2 separate regions of the Triticum aestivum genome follow, and region 1 is linked to region 2. Evidence: chromatin contacts called from public Hi-C data. All regions are on one chromosome and are shown on one strand. The core of a region is the stretch at or near the end of the contact, and the rest is flanking DNA. Distances in the headings are between cores, read along the strand shown. Region 1 holds the start of LOC123078585 (probable polygalacturonase). Region 2 holds the start of LOC123078584 (ATP-dependent zinc metalloprotease FTSH 9, chloroplastic/mitochondrial).

The links. A called contact is a pair of places that touch in the nucleus more often than the background predicts.
Region 1: a contact with region 2 is called in a Hi-C map of leaf, with 4 times the contacts expected there. The contact joins the promoter of LOC123078585 here to the promoter of LOC123078584 in region 2. A contact is called at or near these places in 3 of 5 Hi-C or Micro-C datasets (leaf and an unstated tissue).

Annotation. Positions count from the first base shown.
Region 1 is chr3D:311,494,770-311,500,127 of IWGSC CS RefSeq v2.1, forward strand. It overlaps LOC123078585 (probable polygalacturonase), which reads left to right and starts at 2,980. Exons shown (of 5, transcript XM_044501138.1): 1 at 2,980-3,816; 2 at 4,267-4,387; 3 at 4,648-4,822. The coding sequence starts at 3,466.
Region 2 is chr3D:311,202,104-311,207,610 of IWGSC CS RefSeq v2.1, forward strand. LOC123078584 (ATP-dependent zinc metalloprotease FTSH 9, chloroplastic/mitochondrial) reads right to left here and starts at 2,767. Exons shown (of 17, transcript XM_044501137.1): 1 at 2,175-2,767; 2 at 1,186-1,339; 3 at 587-676; 4 at 399-487. The coding sequence starts at 2,668.

The sequences.
Region 1 (5,358 bases), core at 1,730-4,229, 290 kb after region 2:
TTGCTTTGCATCTCCTATATTAGATCTTGGATGTTTGTAGGAATTTTTTTGATTCTCATACTTCGTTCCCCATCATCAATCCTGGGGCATGCTCGGGCCTAGAAATGCAATAGGGAGAGCAGCCACACCCTGCTATATGCCGATTACTTTGAGAATACCGCTCTCTTCAAACCACGTCAATTCCGTCGCCGCTTCCATATGGCAAGACATGTTTTCAATCATATTTGGGAGGGAGTGGTAGCATATGACCCTACTTTGAGTGCAAAGGGGATGCCCTTGGCAAGCTTGGCTTCTCCTCTTACCAGAAATGCATTGCGACTATTCACATGCTTGCATATGGAATTCTGGGCGATCTTGTGGATGAGTACATACGTATGAGTGAGTCCACATGTCTCATATCAATATACAATTTCTGCAAGGTTGTGGTGGCAGTGTGTGGCCCTGAGTACCTGAGAGAGCCAACTGTCGCTGATACAGAAAGGTCGTTGGTGATCAATGCCGATAGGGGCTTTCCAGGCATGCTTACTAGCATAGATTGTATGCATCGGAAGGGAAGAACTGTTCATTTGCTTGGCAGAGGCAATACAAGAGACATGTGAAAGGTGCCACTGTCATACTAGAAGCGGTGGCTTCACAAGATCTTTGGATATGTCATTCTTTCTTCGGCATGGCTGATTCTGACAATGATATCAACGTGCTTCAGCGTTCTCCAGTGTTCGCAAGGCTTGCAGAAGGCCACTCACCAGAGGTCAACTTTGAGATCAATGACCACCATTACAACAAGGGATCTACCTAGCTGATGGTATCTATTTTCTTGGTCAACTCTTGTGAAGACAATACCCAATCCTCAAGGAGAGAAGAGCAAGAGATTTCCCAATAGCAAGAGAGTGCTAGGAAGGATGTGCAGCGTGCTTTTGGTATGCTTCAATCTCGATGGGGTATCGTTCGAAACCCTACATTGACATGGAGCACCGGGAGACTTTGGGAGGTGATGACTGTTTGTGTGATCATGCACAACATGATCGTGCTGACAACATCTACGGCCAAGGGTTTGATTTTTAGGGTGAAAATGTTGAGCCTGAGCACCGAGAACCGGCGACATTTGAACAGTTCATCCAATTTTATCGTGAAATGCTTGATTGACATACTCATATGTAGCTCCAAAATAACTTGTTTGAGCACATGTGGAGTCACATTGGCAACCAATAGATGTATACTTTTCATGTGTCGTAGACAATTTCGATTTAGTTGTAAAACTATTTGATTATGTTTTTATTCGGATGTGGAACTATTTGATTGTAAAGCTATTTGCACTGTTGAATATATTTGGTTGTAAAACTATTAGTGTATAGTTCAAAAAAAATATACATAGGGGCTCCAACCAACGGTGGCGGACAAGATGCGTTCATGCGTCCCTTGTCGCGTCTCAGCCGACACTGAAGACCTCCGAAGAACAGCAACTCCAGCTTCCTTGGAATAGCCAGCGACGACCGTACATGGCGCCGGAGGAGAAAGATCCGGGCAGTGGTGAACACCGGAGGAGCGCATCATGGGATCTCGAGTCTCCCAGCACAATGCTCCCAACAGAGTAACAACCTCAAAGACGTTGCCATCATGTCGATCCTACGAATCAAGGCTTTCGCCCCGAAGATAGCTGCCGATACGAGGTCGCGAGGAAGATAGCGTTGCACTCGGCGAAGCCTCCAGGAAGGTGAATGACACCCGCAGGTGCCATCAACGTCGGTCCGGCCACAACCGAACAGGATTTTCATCCGTAGCGTTGCACATCTCCACGTCTCCAAGATCCCGGCCAGTCCCGATCAGATGCCTCGCACCCCCGCCACCGCAACAACTTGCCATCGAAGCCCCCCTCACTGCCGAGGAAGCACGCCTAAAGCCATCACCTTCAACATCGACTAGGAGCCGCAGCAACCACCGAGCGGTGCAAAGCCAGATCCGCCACGGTGGCCTTCACCCGCGCAAGGGGACTGCCGCCAGACTGGATCCGACCCGCACCTCCGACCACACTCCGGCACTCACACCGCCGAGGCATCGCCGCCCGCCTCACACGGCAGCAACCGAACACCCGCTGTCCGCCAAGACCCTTCCTCGCAAGGCCTCGCAGCGCCGCGGCCGCCATGGCTGCGCTCGCACCGCCGCCACCGCCAGTGCCGGTGCACCACCTACACCCTCCATCCTGCTACGCTCCACGCAAGGATCCGGAGACAACCGCCGCACCCCCTGCCGTGAGCACCCCAAGGACGCCGGCTAACGCCGAAGACGCACCAGATCCGGGCGGAAATCCCCGGATCCGCGCTCCGAGCACCGCCAGCCAGCATCACCGACACGCCGCTAGCCAGCCACCAGCCCCAGCTCCGCCAGCTCCCGGAGGGTAGCGCCTCGCCGCCGACCCTACCGCACAACCACCACCAGCGCGACCTGGGCAGAGAGATCCGGCCGCGGGCGCACCAGATCGGGCACAGCCACGACGAGGCCCGCAAGACGCGCGACTGCGCCAGATCCGCGCAGGGTCCGCCCCGGCCTCCCGTAGCGCGCCGACGCGTCCGCAGACGCCGCGCCCGCTGTGCTCGCCATGCTCGCCGCCCGCCGCGCCTGCTTGCCGCGCCCACCGCGCCCGTCAGCGCCTGCTTGCTGCGCCACCCGCGCTCGCCGCGCCTGCTCGCCGCGCGCACCACGCCCCCGCTCCTTTCCTTGGCCGAGAGACCCCGCGCTACCCTGGCCTCGCGAGAGGGAAAAAGGGAGGCCCCGCCGCCGCTGACGCCGTGCGGGCTTTGCCCGGCGGCGCTTGCCGGCGGCGGCGAGGGGAGGGGAAGATCTGGGAGGGGGCTGTTGTGGTGGCTAGGGTTTCGCCCGGGCCGCCCGCGGGGAGGGCGACACGAGCGACGCACTGTGTCTGTTTCTATAAAGGGCACGACGACGATACGGCGTGACGCACCGTACGCGGCGGCTACCCAACCCAGCAGCCGTGCTGCGCGAGCCAGCTGCAAAGAACGAGTGAGCGGCCTGAGTGGAGCGCGCGATTAAGGTCCGATCGCCCTCCGTCCGACGCCCTAAACCTGACCCACCACCACGACGCCTGTCGGTCTCCGCACCGGACCGGCGTCGCCAGACGCCACTGCCCTCACCCCAACGCACATGCGCTTGCGAGCTCCCACTCCCACTCCCACCCCCGCCCGCATCCCCTTCCTTCTCCGCTGTACTCTTCTCCTTGTCTGCCTCGCCTCCCACTCTACACAATCGCATCGAAACCATAGATCGGTTATTACCCACCACGTGAATCCACGCGCAAAATTGCCCGCGGCAACTTTTCCGGCGGATTTGGTTTCCCTTCCTCCCTTGGCATCCACTCCTCGCTGGGTGGGTGCCCCTCAGCTTCTACTCTAGTCTAGTCTAGATATAATACTATTCTACAAAGACGAGGGACGACGAGGAGATCGATCCAAGATGTTATATGTGGCGCCAAGGTGGCGGTGCCTGCTAGCCGTAGCCATGGCCATCGCCGCGGTGCTGTCGGCGGCGGGCGGCGCCGGGGCGCAGGAGACGTGCTCCGGTGCGGTGCCGCCGCCGCCCAAGCGCGGGGCCTGGATGTCCATTGCCAGCTTCGGCGGCGCCGGCGACGGCCGGACGCTCAACACTGCGGCCTTCGCGGCCGCCGTCGCCAGCATCCAGCGCCGACGCGCGCGGGGCGGGGCGCTGCTCTACGTGCCGCCCGGGGTGTGGCTCACGGGGCCCTTCAGCCTCACCTCACACATGACCCTCTTCCTCGCGTGCGGCGCCGTCATCCGCGCCACGCAGGTTAGACCTCCCGACCGCCATTACTCTTGTGGCCTATTACTATTGGATCTTTACCAAATAGTGCAGACTGCAGAGTATTCATAATACCACTAGTTTTCAGTTTCCTTGTTCTGTTACTACTCCGTATAAGATAACAAGTAGTTTCGTTCAGGCTTCAGATATCTTGAGTTCTAGCTTAATTCAAAGAACATGAAAATTTGCTCTTTATGGTTTGCCATGTTTCATGGTGGTTTATAAGAGCTGAAAAACAACACATTCGTCTTGATGTTTCACTCTGTTAGTGTTATAGTTCCCGTGTTGCCACTTGCGAGAGGATTACTTAGTTGGCATGTGTGACCTGTGTCTTCTCATCTTCTGTTAATGTCTAGCTCATCCAGTTATAAGGTGTTGTGGAGGTAAAAAAACAGTTGGATATCTTTGTGAAACCTTTTTATTTTTATTTTTGAGCAGGACACATCTAGTTGGCCGCTGATCGACCCGCTGCCCTCATACGGGAGAGGGCGCGAGTTGCCCGGCAAGAGATACATCAGTTTGATCCATGGCAATGGACTTCAGGATGTTTTCATTACAGGTTCTCATTCTGCATTATTAAATTTATCATACTTGATTTGGCTAGTGACATCACCATAGGATTTATCCTAGAATGTTCCAGCCTGTTATACTGCAGTAGAACAAGGTTTTAATTTGGCATCATGCTACGGACGCCGTGCATAAGCACATGCTACAAGAATATGCCACTGAGGAAACCTGTAGAATGTCCTTCATATAGATCTACCCTTGCCTTCATCTAGACGATGATTGTTTTCGTGGTTGGAACTGTTATTTGTGCAGGTGAGAATGGCACCATCGATGGCCAAGGTAGTGTGTGGTGGGACATGTGGAAGAAGGGTACATTGCCCTTCACAAGACCCCATCTACTCGAGCTGATGGATTCGTCTAATGCTATTGTCTCCAATTTGGTCTTCCAGGATTCGCCATTTTGGAACATCCATCCAGTTTATTGCAGGTAAGAACATCCATTTAGTTCTTTAGACCTAAAACCCCAAATTCTGTGTTTGTTCCTTATGGATTCGACGAGGAAGACCACTAGCCAGTTTTGCAGAATTGGGTGCTGCAATGCACCTTCATCTTGCAGTGCAGTGGGTTAGCTTATTTGGGAATCAGGACAACTTGTTTTTAGCAGTAGTGCAGTTATATATATAGCAGTACAAGGATCCACCCTTGTACAGCATCTCTATTTGCACCATCACAAATTGCACATGAACTCCAGCCTGTGTTCTTGTCCTGTCATAACTGGACCAAAATCCCCAAATTGTATGTTTGCTCCTTATGGATTCAGCCAGGAAGACCACTAGCCAGTTTTGCAGCAATTGGACTGCAAGAGGATGCTGCAGTGCTCCTTCATCTTGCACTCCAATTGCTCTAGCATATTTGGGATAAACTTGCTTGCTTTTAACCATACTGCAGTTATATAGCACTAGCAGGATAAGGATCCATGGTTGTACCGCCTCTCCATTAGCACCATCACAAATTGCACATGAA
Region 2 (5,507 bases), core at 1,517-4,016:
TCCGGCTATGGCAGAAACAATGCATGACTTGAAACACCAGGAACAGGGGTATCAGAATTCCTGTTTGAAACCTTAATTTTTTTCAAGAAAACGCAAAAAGATTTTGCGTTTCATTTCATTGAAAAGGAGAAGAGTTCGGTACATCGTCCCTCATGGGGGGGGGGGGGGGGGGTTACAAGGCTACATGATAGACCTGTTTGAAACCTTAAACATGAAACTTAAATCTCAGCTGCACTATGCAAGGAACTTCAAGGCAAATACAGCCTAGTTAACCTTAAAGAGTCATTAAGACAAGCAAGAAAACAAAATATAGAAGCTTGACATAAACATGAACCAATAGATGACATATTTAAAAGCTCCAGAGATTAGAGTCGTGACTTATGGAAGGTTGAGCATACCACATAAATCCAACAGCAACTGTGAACAAGATAGTCGAGAAAATCTCTTGAGCAAACCGAGTTGATCTACCAGTAGCTTTAGGATCAACCTAATGATGGCACACAGATAGGCAAACATTATCGGGATCATATGGTGAAAGCAATAACTGCCCCCATATTGGCATGCTCTGAAGGTTGAGCGAACTTACCATTACTACATGTAATGGTTGCTTGTCAGATATCCCAGGATTCGAGAAAGGCTTGTCCTCCCCAGATACACGTTGCTTCAATTCTTGCAACTACTGACGTAAATGTATATAAGCCAAAGAGTGGGTTACAATATGGTGACTAATATTTCAAAATATGACAATATACAAATAAACGAGATAAGAGGAAAATTTATGCAAAAATCAGCGACAATTAATATGGATCAGAGGGAGTACATTAAAAATAGAGGCTTTAAGCTTTTGTTGTTCAAGATGATAGAAATATACTAAAGAACTGAAACAGCGTTGATTGAACCGAGTATCTCAATTTATGCATTGTTTTCTTGAATAACCAAGAAGAAGAATAAGAAAAATGAAGTATTTCAGCACCAGGACATAATGGAATTTCATCAAGTGATGTATTGCTTGAAGTATCACAAGTTCACAAGCAAGACAGTTTTCAAGCTGCATCGGTTGTCAAGTGCCATATTGTCGGCAATCTCATCAAGTTCATAAGCAGGATAGTTTCAAGCTGCATCGACTGACTAGGAAAATGTGAAATCTTGACTGACATACACGATAGGCTTGCAAAGGAAACTTACCAGAGCTGGTAGCGTTGCTGAACGCCCAGACAGCTCATCTGGTAGGTAATCAGCTATAGCGTTGGTGAGAATAAGAGCTCGAAGGTACTCTGCAACCCCCTTGCTATCTACCGCATGACTTCTTTGCTCGATTCTTTTGATGACATCTTCTGGGCTGCCAAGATGGAATTTAAGAACCACATCATTCTTTAAAATCTATATAAATTGGACACTGGACCACAATGCAATGTGCAAAATAAAACAAAAAGAACAAGTAACCCGTTTCTGCCATTCCAATTAATTATTCGGAATAGATAAATCCCGAATGTTCGGAATTTAAGCATGTCATCCCGAACGTTTTTTGATGGCAACTTTAGTTGCTGTGAGGTGGCAACTTTAGTTGTTGACACATGGCAACTTTGTTCCAGGTCGATTTTTTGTCAGAAAATTGCCATGTTTGTCTACAACGTCTTGATTAAAGTTGCCATGAAAAGAGTTCGGATTAGCATGCTTAAATTCCGAACGTTCGGGACTTATTGAGGTCCTAATTATTTCAGTAGCATCAAAAGATAGCAGGAAAAGTACATTGTTCCACATCACGTATCAATGACAGCGTTATTTAGGTACCATAAAACCAAATGCCACTGAATTTGGCTATTTAGCTACAAATTTCACGGTTTCCTATATTTGAGATTGTGCAAAGTAATGGTCCAAAACTTGAACTAATGAATGTCTAATGAACTCGATTGCATCAATGCTAAATCGGTAAAAAAAACTTATTTATCAAGGATCCAGAATCCATTCAACATCAGAAAAGCTAGAATCGATATCTTCTTAAAACTTCATTGCGACCGTGTCATTAGATAAATCAATAGTCCAACCCTATGGGTTAGCAAGCAATCCCCTGATACTCAGCCACCAAGAAACACATTTTGCGAATGTCCCCAAAGCAGCACCCATTTGAGTTGACTCCTCAGAAAACATCAAAGAATCGTTGTCGTGGAGCGCACCTAAACTTGTTGAGCTCGTGGAGCAGCGCGCTCTGCTTGGCAGGGTCCTTGGGGTGAGCGTCGGCGTCATCGATCAAGCGCTGCAGGCGGCGGTCGGGGCGCCAGAACGGCCACCAGCTCATCCAATCGCCAGACACCACCCAGTCGAAAAACCTCTTGGCCGCCTCGACCACCGCGGCCGCGAAAGCCACCGCCCAAACCCTAGCCTTATCCACCAGGTCCTCCAGCTCCTCCTTCCCGTCCTGGGCAGCGGGGCCCGTGTCGACCTCCGCCTCCGGAGCGGCCGCCGCCGCAGCCGCCGCGGGAGGCTCGGGGGCCGGAGAGGGGGGAGGCTGGGGGCCGTCGGCGGCCAATGCGCGGAGGGGGGGCGACGGGCGGCGGTGGTGGCAGGAGCGAGGGAAGGAGACGGAGGCGGGGGCTGGTGGCGGACGCCGACGAGGGGGCAGGGGCGAGGGGAGAGGGCGGAGGAGGAGGGAGGCCTGGAGGGCGCTCATGGCGGCGGCGGCGGCGAAGGCGGAGTGAGGCGGCCGGCGCCGGCGAGGTGGGAGACGCGTGAGTCGTGACTTGCAGGGGAGGGGAGGGAGGGAGGGGGTTTCCCTGGGAGCGTTTTCTGTTTGTGTTTTTTGCCTTTTTTCACTTCTCGGTGGGCTCCGTTTCGATTCTAGTGGACACGAGGAGTAGCCTTATCGCCAGCGAGCACACGGAGGCGGTTCGGTCGTTGGCAGCATTCACGCCAACCGTTGGTTCGGAGCCGAGCGACGTGGACGGACGGCTCAGCTTAAAGGACGATGTCGTCGATGGGACTCTGCTCCATGGCCTCGTGGGCTCGGGGTCGGTGCAGGATTTGAGCTCGCCTTGGCACTCCTGTTCAAGCAAGGGATCAGATTCTCTCTATCATGCACGCATACAGAAAAGCACACATGCAATGCAATCCTAAAAAAGACACATAAGATCGTCTACAGCTGGACTCGGCAACTCTGATCCCTCAAACGTCCGCGGACGTGACCGGACGCTTCCGCGGACGGTGACCGGTAACACCTCAAATTTGCTACTCTACACCCGAGCTTCTCATATTTCAACCCTTAGATCCATACAAAGCGTGCAAAAAAAATCCTATGTGCTACCCTAGTTATCTTCGTCGTCGGAGATGTCTATGACGTCGGTGCCGGGCGTCAGGTGGACGGGCGCGTAGAAGGGCTCCGACTCCTCCTCCCCCTCCTTGCCTGCAGATCCGCGTCTCCAGCGTCCCCCACATCCTCCTCCTCCTCCAACTCCTCCGGATCCATTGCATCCAGAGGTAGCCCCACGGCGATCCGGGCTTCGCGTCTTGTCCGGATTTGCTCAAGGAGCTGCAGCCGACGCTCCGGCGTTAGAAATGGGTAGCTCCTCATTCGGCAACATGGGGGCATGGCTACTAGTGATGGCGGATGGAGAGTGGAAAATGGCGGCGACGGCGGAGGGAGAAGGAACATGTGGAGGGGTAGTGTTTTGGTGTCGGCGGACGTCTGAAACAGCCGGTCTAGGCACTACGCAGCCTGCCGGAGCGGTGCCACGCGGCGACATCGGTCCAACGAAGGAGACGAGATTCAGACCGTCGGTTTCATACTATTTTCGTGTGGGAGCCCAGCATCATTCTGATGTGGCGGACATGTCCGAGCGCCCACATATCCATCTCATATTTGGGCTAGATATGAGGGGTGTCGGTCAGCCCAGGCGTTTGAGGCGCCTGTCTGGGTTGACTTTTCGTGGCCGCTCGGTGCCCGGGCCGCCCGCCCGGGTATTTGAGGCGGGTTTGGGGCGTCCGACTGTAGATGCTATAAAGAAATGAATGAATGAGATCCGCACCCTAAGAGCACCTAGAGCCGGACGTAGCAAATCTGGCGCCCAAAACGTGCGTGGACAATGATCGATCACCCTCAAAAAATGTTCGTGTCCACCACCGTGTACCTTATATCCGAACCCCAAATCCATGCTAAACATGTGACATGGGAGAAACTACGTTGATCATTGATAACCCACAAGTATAGGGAATCACGACAGTTTTGAGGTAGTATTTCACCCAAATTTATTGATTCGATACAAGGGTAGCCAAAGAATATTTATGAGTCCTAGTAGTTGAGTTGTCAATTCAACCACACCTAGAAAGTTAATTCTCTGCATCAAAGTGTTTAGTAGCAAAGTTGTACGATAGTTTGATAGTACCAGTAACAATGGCAATAGTAACGATAACAATAACAGTAGTAGTTTTGTAGTGATTGTAACAATAGCAACAACAGTGGTAACTTAGCAAAGATAGTATGAGCAAAGCGTAGGCATTGGATCAGTGATGATATTTGTATGAATGGCATTCATCATGTAACAGTCACAACCTAAAGCTATACACAATAACTCTAGTTCATCAATTCAATGTAGGCATGTATTTTGTATATAGTCATGTGTGTTTATAATAAGAACTTGCATGACAACTTTTGTGCTACCCTCCCGTGGCAGCGGGGTCGATAAGGAAATTTAAGGGATATTAAGGCATTGTTTTAATAGAGAACCGGGTCAAAGCATTAACATACGGTGAATACATGAACTCCTCGAATTATAGTCATCCCCGAAGAGTATCCCAATTATTGTCGCATTGGGGTCTATAGTCCCGAACAATAACAAGTGCATACACCTAGCAAATAGGATCAATAACTCAAATATAGATGATAACATAGAGGGTTGAAAAGCATTGAGCATAGCAAAGTCATAGCAACATCAATCTTAGAACATAGTGGATGCTACGGATCAAGCCCTAACAAATTGACTTGATTACATGATCAATCTCATCCAATTCCATCACCGTCTAGCAAGCCTACGAAGAAATTACTAACTCCCGGTGGTGAGCACCATGGAATTGTTGATGAAGAAGGGTTGATGATGACGACGATGATGAATCCCCCTTTCTGGAGCCCCAAACGGACTCCAGAACAGCCCTCCCGATGAAGAACAGGAGGTGGCGGTGGCTCCGTATTGTAAAACGCGATGAAACTTCTTCTTCCATTTTTTTTCTTGGGAAGACATAATTTGCAGGCTTGGAATTAGGTCAGACGAAGCCTCGTGGGCCCCACAAGACATCAGGGTGTGCCCTGGGGAGTAGGCGTGCCCTGTGGTCTTGTGGGCAGTAGGTGGGTCCCCTCCAGTGGATGTTTGTTCCAGTATTTTTATTTATTCAGTAAAAAATCTCCGCAAAGTTTCGTCCAATTACGAGAACTTTTATTTCTGCACAAAAACAACACTCTCGGATTCGGGGCTCCGCTGACCCAAGAAAGATTCGAACTCTAGGGTGCATGCGAAGAACTC